Regions from separate parts of the Xenopus laevis genome. Here region 2 is linked to region 1. Evidence: chromatin contacts called from public Hi-C data. All regions are on one chromosome and are shown on one strand. The core of a region is the stretch at or near the end of the contact, and the rest is flanking DNA. Distances in the headings are between cores, read along the strand shown.

The links. Hi-C and Micro-C count contacts between places; a contact is called where the count stands out from the background.
Region 2: a Hi-C map of the XTC cell line shows a contact between it and region 1, with 2.6 times the contacts expected there. The contact joins the promoter of krt12.4.L here to the enhancer-like site in region 1. A contact is called at or near these places in 3 of 4 Hi-C or Micro-C datasets (the XL177 cell line, the XTC cell line and animal cap).

Annotation. Positions count from the first base shown.
Region 1 is chr9_10L:1,168,368-1,174,183 of Xenopus_laevis_v10.1, forward strand. No RefSeq gene overlaps it. Among protein-coding and RNA genes, the nearest start is that of trnac-gca, 5.0 kb to the right of the region's middle. Within about 2 kb of position 3,629, at least 1 of the 7 cell types and tissues checked has an H3K27ac peak or open chromatin away from gene starts, as enhancers often do.
Region 2 is chr9_10L:1,276,182-1,281,997 of Xenopus_laevis_v10.1, forward strand. It overlaps krt12.4.L (Keratin 12, gene 4 L homeolog), which reads left to right and starts at 3,535. Exons shown (of 8, transcript NM_001086376.1): 1 at 3,535-4,000; 2 at 4,452-4,534; 3 at 4,819-4,975; 4 at 5,106-5,267; 5 at 5,647-5,772. The coding sequence starts at 3,575.

The DNA.
Region 1 (5,816 bases), core at 2,379-4,878:
CCTCTGCAGGCAGACTCAGTAAGGACAGCAAACTTGCAAATAGTGAATCACACACACATGTCATTATAATGCAGTGTCACAAATTCCCCATCTCTACAAATGTAGGGCAAAACATAGGGAGCACCCCCGTAAATCTACTCACAGTGTGCTGAACATGGGAGCTGCTCCGGAATGCATCGGTCAGAGTTCATCTGCAAAACATGGAGCACCACGTAGAGTAATTTATGTAAAATCCAGTACAGGTACGGGACCTATTATCCGGAATGCTCGGGACCTGGGGCTTTCCAGATAATGAGTCTTTCCGTAATGTGGAGCTTCATACCTTAAGACTACTAGAAAATTAAAAACATTAAATAAACCCAATAGGCTGTTTTTTCTTCCAATAAGGATTAATTATATCTTAGTTTGGATCAAGTACAAGCGACTGTTTTATTATTACACAGAAAAAGGAAATCATTTTTAAAAATTTGGATTATTTGATTATAATGGAGTCTATGGGAGACGGTCATTCCGTAATTCGGAACTTTCTGGATATCGGGTTTCCGGATAACAGATCCCATACCTATTTATTTAATCCATTTAAAATTCATTACAAAAGAACACCATTTGTATATAGAACCATCATGCTTGACACGTTTCCTAGCCCTCCAGCTACTTTTTCAAAAGCTTTTTCTACTTTTTCTACAAAGATTGGCACTCGCAGTTGTGTTCAGGTTGACACCATGGGTGAAATAGTGACATCACTCAGCACTCACCCAAAATGATAGTGGAATTGTGGGGGAAAGTGCAGCATTGTGGGTAGAAATCTCGATTCATTGTGCCTGAAATTGCACCGCACTGCATGTAAGTCTTTAAATGAGCCCTACTGAGTTCAATTGTAAAGCTTAAACAAAATGAGGAGATTCAGTTTTCAAGCAGGCAGGGCCAGATTCAGTTTGGTATAACTACCTCGGGCCTTTATGTTCTTCTGCCTTTATCCTCATCTATCTGAATATCAGGTTAATACACAAGGAATAGGGAAATCCTCCAAGAAAGGAGATGTCAGGTAAACCTTGCTTTGTATAGGCTTTACAGAGAACTTGATGATCCGAAATTGCTTTTTAAGGAAAATAACAGTTAAATTGGTATTTTGACGTTGTAAAAAAATGTATTTTTCTTAACTAGAGCTTTTCTAAAAATAAAGCAATTTAATTCTTAACTGAAGCAAAAAAAATGACTGAAAAACATTTTAGTTTCAGAAAAGGCCAGGAAGTTCCAAGTATATTTTGGCTGTGTTCCACTGTTAATATCCCTGGAAATTCCATGAAGCCAGGGCGTTAACTTCCATACAAACACTATTTACAATGTCAGAATGAAAATCTATCATGCGCTTAAGACATTTTGAAGCTATCAATATCTTTTCTAACACCTCAGTGCAATAAGCAGAACGTTTTATGCCTGAATGGATAATTCAAAAGGCACCTGTGTCATCCGTACGCCACATGGATAATAATGGATGGAATATTTATTTCCTCTTAACATCTGGCAGAATGTCAGGGCTGAATTATAAAGTGGTAACAGAAATTGTAGCTTCCACAAATCCTTAACAAAATAGTTATGCATTCATGATTCATGCGCAGATGCACCTTCTTACTACTCATATCATGTAAACCGAGTTATGCTGGATGCAGCCAACAAAGAATCTTTCTTTCCCAACTGCTAATGCTTATTGTGTTCATTTCCAGAGCTGAATATGATAGTGTAGTTCTCAAAGCAATGGAATAACAGGTCACTAATTGTTCCATCTATAGACATAAGTATAAGGAGATGGACTTTACATATAGGAAAGTGACAATTTGTGCAAAGTGTCAAGTGTTACCTGATGGAAAACTGGCTTAGGCTGCACCTGCATGTGCCTCCAGATGTTTGTACTTGATAAGGCTTGGGAATGATGGTGGTTTTTGATCACTTCCATCACACACAAGATTGTCCCACTTGGATGTTATTTTATAAACCTTTAAGGGACATGGTAAGGTCATTTACAAACACATGTGCAATGCCCAAAGTGCAATTTTGGATGCAAATCACCATGTTTTATTAACCACAGTGCAGCACGGTGTTCAGTAATAACAAATGCATCAGCCTGGTGCACACCCCATAACTATGTACTGTATGTCAGGGTTTATTAGGTATACAGCGCAGTGTACAATACAAGTATATATTTAGTGTTCTTTCAGATACATCTCAGAACAATGAAACCCGTGTATACAGTACACTCAGTAACGTAGTCCCCGTCCCCCTCCGTACGTGATTTTCGGCCCAGATTTCAGTGGCGCGCGAGCCCGTCCTGAGAGGGTGCGGGCCCTGGCCCGTTCGCACCCCCTGCTCCCCCGCCACTGCACTCACTGTGTAAATAATTCACTCCAAAAGGGAAGTCAATAGAAAGGAACTGACTTTCCCAGGATTAGCCGGTGCAACAATCAACACAGGGTGAGGTTTGGGGAAGGTAATAAAAATCACAAATGGAAGGAAATGCATATTAAATATGAGCAAACAAAAAAAAAACAATACCAGTTAAACTTTCAGTATTTCTATAGCAGAATCAAGGGTATTTTCCCACAATACTAATAGAATTATTATTGGGTTCAGAGGAACAGCACTTTGCTTTTCTGAGGCAGGGGAGGTATTTGTTTGGCTTATGGCGGTGCATCCACAACATTGTGGGTTTATTTTTTTTCTTCTCCTTATAGAGTAGTGTACTGCTGCCCCCTGCTGCCTCAAAACAACTGTCCACTGGGTTAGACATTTTTTATTCATTAGCTAAGAGCAGAAAAGGAGCAAAGTGCAAAAATTAGCCCATTCTCCCATGTTGTATTTCCGCACCATGCACGTTACCCCAAATTCCTGTCTCATTGCACCTACAGTGAGTTGTCTTAAAGGTTTCTGTATCCACATCATTATGGGTGAATATATCTAAAGTCGCATGGGACACAGAACAAAGATTTCCACCTCACAAACCTTTCCTACATTCAGGTATCATTAATTGCAGGGTTTTCTATATTGTAAAATTGTACAGCCATGCCTATCCTAGTCGTGATTTATAAATAAAGTTTACCATACTTGTACACAAAAACAAATCTTACACTAAAATACTGGCAAGATTCTATGTACTGTTCCGCTGTGTATCCATGAGGTGGCAGAATTGGCACATTTGTTAGAATCGGTTATTCCTCTTACTTAGACAACAATTGTCTTTTATTATCCTGCGTTTGTTTATTTCCGTGGTTTGAAATTTTCGGGAACAAAGAAAATAACTGTGCCCAGTTACAGACAGATTTTTGGATTTATGGCCAAAATGTAATTGCTTGTTATGGTTGAGTAAATGCTATATGAGAGAGAATGAACTCCTTTTGAGGTTAAGAAAGATTCAGCAGAGTATGGGACCCATTATTCAGAAACCCCTTATCCAAAAAGCTTCAAGATGCCAGAACACCATTACTCATAATGTCTCATTTATGAACCATGGGTGGAGGGCTGGTCTGCTTCCTCTGTAGGAGGGTCCACGGGTGATCTGTGATGCACATGAAATAGGGGGGGGGGTAACCCATGATTGTTTTTTTTTGCTGTGAGTGACTTGTGATTTTGTTGGGCAGTGGGAGCCTGAAACAAATTTGGGGGCCTTGACCCCTTTCTATTTCCTATTGGGGTTAGAGTATGTGTGAATGCATCAGGTAATGATAATGGCCAGTTAGATCATTTGAACTGCAACCAATAGAATTTCTCTCTTGTTCTGCTGTCCCAATTGAGGCAGGGTAACCCTTGTGCACATCACCTGCAGTTGCTCCAGACGCAGAACAGTTGCATCAGATTCAAAGGTCCTTTGTGCTCACAATAACTGTGGAATTCTGGGAAAAAAGCACTGCATTGTAGGGAAAAAAAACATGGCGATTGTGCTTGGAATTGCACTTTGTTCACTGAATCTGCAGGCAGTGTAAGACTAGGACACCAGGGCCCACCCAGAAACCTTAGACCAGGGGCCCACCAAGAAAATTAAGACCAGGGGCCCACTCTCAATACTAAATATTCTTCCTCTCCTCACTCAACCTCTATTCGTCTAGTCTCTTTTAGTTATACATACTATAACCTATTATTCCATCTATTTAGCCTCTTTGTTCTTATAGAAACTGGGATTGGCCATGAAATAGGCCAAATGTTTAGCAGCACAAGGGCCTACTGACACCTGACCCTGGTATTCCTGTGGGTCAGTCCGACACTGCTTGCAGATGTATATGAGCCATTGTGTTCATTATACACAACTTCCACTAAAAAGACTTGTCACTTATGCAAACTATAAATTATATTATCAACATTTAGGTCACTGTCACTTTTGTCTTCATGCAAAATCAGTAAGGCTCTTGCACATCCACCAGAGGGAGTATAAACAGCATGAAAGTATTTCTCTTGGGACTTTCTGTTGTTAAACCACCAGTATTTAAATTATTGACTCTCAAGCTGCTGTGATATAGTTTCAAAGGGCTACACGTTGTTCAGAGCAGAGCTTTATTTAATGTATTATTCATTTGTTGTACTCACTCAAGAACATGATTTTTCCCATCTCCTACGCTATAAAAAGATAATGATTTATGTGTTACTCCTTTTAAATAAATGTAAATTATAATATTACACCCTATAAGTCTAGCAGACAAGTCAACCAGGATAGTAAACAAGGGTTGCTTGCCAGTAGAGCTGCCCATCCGGTCTGAACGTGAATTACTAGTATTTTAAATGTCATGTTATCGCACTAACTTGATTCAAGCAACAGAAAACTTGAAGGATCCAGGAACATTCCTTCATTTTTCTACAGCCTTCATATAGGCTCCAAGGATCTCTTACCTTCCTGAAACTGGTATCTGCAATTTATTACTAAAACTGGGTACACCCGGTTATTATGTAAGTGGAAAATAATAGAAGGGAAGGGTAAGTAAGTCCTACATTCCATTACGGACAAACCCTTCCTTTCTCTAGAACTGCACCTGTCGTCTCCATCCCCATCTCATAGCTGGAGAGCAGTAGACTTTTCATGGTAGACAATTGCTTCAGATTGCTCATTACCAATTCTAAGAAGGTTCTTTTATAAACAGTTATACCAAATAGAATTGGTAAGGAAACTAAATTAAATATACAGTAGGAGGGAAAACAGTTGGCTGAACAGGTGAATACAGTGCAATTGGTCCTGCACAGGCATTGACAAATGTTATTGTTCCATTAATTTGGGACCTACAGACAGAACAATCAGCAGAAAGCCAAGAGGAACATCTTCCATGATCTTCCATAGACAAAGGACATCAGCAGATTACAATTTCTGTATGGACAGATCAACGGCAATCTAACAGGATCACAAAAGGGTCTGTCAAACATGAGCAGCCCGCCAAGTACATGCTCTGACAGTGGAGTACCATGGTCAATATCAGGCTAAAAGCTAGCTAGTCCAGTTTAGATCCAGGCCAAAAGTTCTCTTGGCAATGTGACAATAAAAAAAAGTCTCCAAAGTAAAAAAGAAAAGCCATCAAAAAGTCATGATGGATGTCTGGGAGAATTCTACACAGCCTCAATATGCACCTTCACAAATACACAGTTTTTTTGCATAGCGATCTGATGATGATGTGTAGGGTATTTGATCATTTTTTTTTTCACATCATTTGGTAAATGGTTTCCATAATGAGGATTAAATTGTTACTAAGGCTAATATCATGCATCATGTTTTCTCCACCAGTGTAAATATACTGGTAGAGAAAACTGATCCACTGCCTTGCACAATCTTTAGCATCTGCTGCAAG
Region 2 (5,816 bases), core at 2,285-4,784, 110 kb after region 1:
GCAGGTATCACCTTCTGATGCTCCCTAACTTGTATATCTGAATGAAGCACAAGTTAGTGAGTGGGTGGGTGAGTGGGGGGGACACTTGAGTGCCAACCCTCTTTGATCAAGCACTACGTAATGCAGGTAGCAATCCATCCAAAGAACAAGCTGCAGTACTCTGTGCTCTGAAAAGTGTGTACTGCATAAAGTGCAATAAAATGGCAGATTGTGGTCTAATTTGCACTTTGCACATTGGGTCTTGCCTTGTAACTGGTCCCCAGTTTGTGAATGTATTGCTGGTACAGAACAGCTGCTGGGTCTCACTAAAGGTGGCCATAGATGCACCAATAATATTGCACAAAACTCATTTTCATACAATTTTTGGTGCGTGTATGGTGGGAGACAAGCCAACAGACATCAGCAGAAGACTTGGATATGGGTTGGCTCACCGATCAGCCCAGGGAGAACATTTTGATTGGGCACCTTTGAAGGCACCTGATCATCGGCCATTGTTAGTGGTGAATCATCAGATACAGGTAGAATTCTATTGTTTCTTCTTCTATATCTGACCATTCAACTCTACACGTGTGTATTGAAATGAATGATCTTTCCTGGAAACATCATACTTGTAACGTCTATGGTCTCCTTTACCCTTGCACTTTGCTTCTGGCTCCAGCCTAAGGGCCACAGTAATGTCAGAAATAGGTTTAATACCAGTGCTCTGTTATAAGGAGAGTTGGATCAGCCATAAAGCAAATCTGGACTGTCCAAAGAAAAGTGAATCATTATATAAGGGCCTTGAGTCCGGGGATATGTCAACTTTTATTTTACCTTGTGCACACGGGCGCATTTATTACAAACACAAAGCTACTGTTTTATTCAAAGCAAGTTAATCGGTCTCTCTATTCTAATCAATTGTGAAGGTGATTGAGGGTATATAGGGTGTATATATAAAAACGCAATGGAACACTGCAACATTTTCTCCTCTTATTCTGTACTGACCAGATCTCCCCTTTCATTGTGAGACAAATAAGTAAATCTATGAGTTTCATTTGCAGAGTTAGGGTAGGACTCCACAAGTGATTCATGCGACAAAAATAAGGTAAGAGATTGAATTGTTGCATGATGTTGCAGCGTTAATCCGGCGCGACACGACTGTTGGATGTAGACGCTGCTCGCTGTGTCTGCATCCGATGCATGCGTTTTGTCGCATCGCGAAAAAATTGCTGGTGGAGTCCTACCCTAAGTTTTTCTTATGTAAATGCCAATAATATGATGATCCGGCCAGTTGAACCTGGGGTGAAATTCTGTCTGTGTATTTATGGTCTCAGCAAATACATGTGACAGGTAATGGGATCTGTTATCCAGAAACCTGTTATCCAGAAATATCTGAATTCCAGGAAGGCCGTCTCCCAGAGACTCCATTTTAAATCCCATAATTCTAATTTTTAAAACTGATTTCCTTTTTCTGTGTAATAATAAAACAGTCGCTTGTACTTGATCCCAACTAAGATATAATTAATCCTTATTGGAAGCAAAACCAGCCCATTGGGTTTATTTCATTTTTATATGATTTTCTAGTAGACTTAAGGCATGAAGATCCAAATGAAAGAAGATCCGTTATCTGGAAAACCCCAGGTCCTGAGCATTCTGGATAACAGGTCCCTTAACTGTACTTGAGCTCAAGACATAATTAATCCTTATTGGAAGCAAAACCAGTTTATTGGCTTTATTTAATGACATTTACATGAATGTTAATTAGACTTAAGGTATAGAAATCGAAATAAGGGAAATATTCCTTATCTGGAAGACCTCAGGTCCCAAGCACTCTGGGTATACCTTATTAAGGATCTATAGGGTGACAAGGTGTGTGTAGAGATTAGGAATTGCTGGGATGGAATTCAGATGAAGGCAATTACTCAGTGGATAGTATGTTTATTATAATGTTGAAGTGATGTTTTGGGGCAGTTGGTCTTCATTGTTTTATTTTGTAGTATTTGCCTTCCAGTTTGGCTTTTCAGTGACCTTGTCAAGCAGATTAATCCTGAGGCTGGTTACTTGGATTTCTGTTTAATCTTCCAGTCTGTTGGTCAAACCATTGCCTGGTTTCTATGTGCCCCAATAACAACCAGACAACTGTTTCAATTCCAGAGCAGCAGAATAAAAATCTAAAGACCAAAAGGCTGCCCCTTTTATAAAGTCCTAAATATAGAGTTGTACACTTTAAAACCAAGGGCTTTAATATAGAATTCGGTTCTCTTTTAATGGTTTATAGACAAAGATTTTTTTTATTGTTCCTGTTGGCTATTTATAAGCATCTGATAAAAAAAAGGTCTCTTGAAACTTATCAGTGTGTAAATAGATTTTTCCAGGAAATTTTAGCAAAATTTTGGGAAATGTTTTTACACATAAGCTGAAATCAATGCATTGAAATCCACAATCTCCGAGTTTATGCTCAAAATGTCAAGCTTGATTGTCAGCGCTCATTTCTAATTCCGTCACTCACATTTATTTATTTATTTATTTATTCATGTATTTATTTATTTTTACGACTTGCAATTTTGGAAGAGGAATGCTGCTCCTTTCACTTAGTGACCCTCCAGCCCTGGATGAACCTGTCGAACAGCAGCGAGTTCTGAGCACCCTGGCCTCCTTCAGATGAAAATAATTTGTGTAATTACCAGTAACTGTACCATAAAATGATTTAACATCGCTTTTCAGTCATCAATGAGTGAACCAATCTAATCTCGATTTGTGATAGGCTTATGACCAAAAGGAGTGTTATTTAAATATATAGTTATCAATTCTGACATTGTTCACATTAGTCCCTGCCCCAGTGGAGCTTACGATCTATGGTTTCTGTCACATTCACATAGTAGGGTCAGGTTATGAGATTCAGCAGATTTCTGTTTTATCCTTACATAGGCAACTGTTCTGGTAAATAAATATTGGTTCACTGGATGGCATCTATAAATGCTTATAACATGTGCATAACATATACTCCACTGGTCCATAACGCAAAACCCAGACCCCTTGTGCACCTCTAACGGACCTCTAACTCAAGCTGACCTCTGTGACATTACTATACTTGCTTGAGAGAAATTTAACATTTTTGAATGTACTTACAGTATAGTTAAAAAGAAACGTTGACTATATTGTGTGTTTTACGCATTGGAAAATGTTTTTGGGTGAAAATCTCATTTTAGTTTTCTATAAATTGTAGTGAATTAACAGACGTAGAAAAAGCTGCAGATCTTGCTGAAGGAAGCCTGGAGCAAGGTGAGAGTGGTGCTGCAACATCAAGTGAAAATCTTCCAAGAATTTGGCCCAACCAGTTTGTAACCAAGTTTTTGTTTAACAAACACCCTGAGGCTACGTAACTGAATCAAGGCGATTATCCATCTCTCGATCAGTGCAGTGACCTGGCCAAAAAAAGGAATTTTCCATATAGGAGGACGTCCGGTTTGGGAAAAGGACCACCCACCCCAGCATGTGTATATATGTGCATGTACTGGAAGGAGAAAGTTGCATCCTTGCACTCTTTTTTGTCCTAGCTGACTAGTCAGAGAATATCTACCAATAAACATCCATCATGACTTCCTATAGGTCCAGCTCTGCTTCATACTATTCAGGCTCATCTAGCAAAGGTGGCTTTGGAAGCCACAGCTTGGCTGGCAGCAACAGCTATGGAGGCAGCAGCAGCTATGGAGCAGGAGGCAGCAGCTTTGGAGCAGGCTTCAGCAGTGGTGTGGGTTCTGGCTTTTCATCCTCTGGAGGTAACTTTGCCATGGCAGAAGCAGCTAGTTCCAGCTTTGGTGGAAATGAAAAGCATGCCATGCAGAATCTCAATGACCGTCTCGCTTCCTACCTGGAGAAAGTGAGAGCCTTGGAAGCCACCAATAGCGACCTGGAAGGGAAGATCCGTAACTGGTACGATAAGCAATCAGATGCAGGCATTGGTGCTGGGTCTAAAGATTACAGCAAATATTTTGAAATCATCGCTGAGCTGAGGAACAAGGTATAACTGTCTTTTGTACTTACTTTTTAATATTTCTATATATCAACTACAGTTTATGCAGTATTTTCAACTAAGCATGTCGTTAAAGGCTATAGTAGAAATGTTTATCTCGGACTAGAAAAGTGATGTCGTAACTCCCAGCATTCTCCAGGTGGGAGTGCTACTAATGCCCAGAACCCAGCTTGCCTGATTTCCATCTTTGCTTATAATACCTGTATTTAATTTCCAATATATCTAGAAAATAAGTGGAACTGTAATGTCTGTGTAATATTGGTCAGTTTTAAACCCCATTTAAACATTTTAATTGGACACACCCAGAATCCAAACCGTTACTTGCCTAAGGCAGGGGTGGGAATCCAACCTTTTGTGCCCATAACACCTTCCACAAAATATACAGAATGTATACTTCCAGAGGACAAAGTCTTCATTATTTATTTATTTATTTTTTTAGATTCGAGCTGCAACTATTGATAATGCTACAGTGACTCTGCAAATTGACAACGCCAGACTGGCTGCTGATGACTTCAGACTTAAGTAAGTTGTAAACGATTGACTTTTCCAATATCCGTGAAACTTAGATGTGGTGTCCCCAAATAAAGCAGGATTAGGGTGCGCCTAATTTGATCAAGGCCGTGGCCTGAATAGTGTTTTTGGTTTTATTTTAAATTTGGGAATCCTCCTAGATATGCATAGGGGTATTGTTACACTGGTACACCTGGGGGAACCACACAGACAAAGGGTAAACATACACATGAGTTCTACTGCTCAACTCAACTGGTCACTGATTTTTGATGATTTCTCCCCCCCCCCCTTTTAAGGTTTGAGAATGAGCTGGCTCTTCGCCAGAGTGTGGAGGGTGATAGCAATGGCCTTCGTAGAGTCCTAGATGAGCTGATACTCGCTAGAGGGGACTTTGAGTTGCAGATTGAGAGCTTGACTGAAGAGCTGGCCTACCTCAAGAAGAACCACGAGGAGGTGAGCTGATGGGACACACAACCTGCTCTCCCTAAAACCTTTAGTTGTAGAGTTCTATATGATGCTAAATGACTTTTCATTAATGTCTGTTAAGAAAAATGTACTCAAGTGCTTTGATTTGGTTATATAGGAGATGAGCCATGCAAAGAGCCAGAGTGCTGGCAAAGTGAGCGTAGAAATGGACGCTGCTCCAGGTGTGGATCTGACCAGCATTCTGAATAACATGAGAGCTGACTATGAAATATTGGCTGAGAAGAACCGCAGGGATGCAGAGTTATGGTTCAACCAGAAGGTATCCATTTTATTATAAATCCAGCTATTAAAGCAATGAAGGTCTCAATGTAATAGTGTTTGTAACTATATGTAGGGAGTATGGGATATGTCTCGTCTAGCCTCTACCACCATGCCCTTGTAAGTGAGAGGATTCTAGAACCTCATGGAATTTTTTGTCTCTAATAATTTAGACCAGCATAAGGCCCCGTGTAGTCTTTCTGCACAAACCCCTGGTGAGCTAGTATCCTTATACAGCAGGGTCCCATTTTACACTATATGGTGTCTTCAAATACATACTGGCCTATATGTAGAGATGCAATGAGTATACCTAAGTAGTTATTTCTGGCAATGCTTAAGTGGATTTCTTGGATATCTAAAAGTGTATGTTATTATTATAGAGTGGTGAGCTGAAGAAAGAGATTTCCGTTGGTGTTGAACAAGTGCAGGCCAGCAAGAGTGAAATCACTGAGCTGAAACGGTCACTTCAGAGCTTGGAAATTGAGCTGCAATCCCAACTGGCAATGGTAAGTCAGAATCTTAACATTTCAAAATTAAATATAGATGGTCA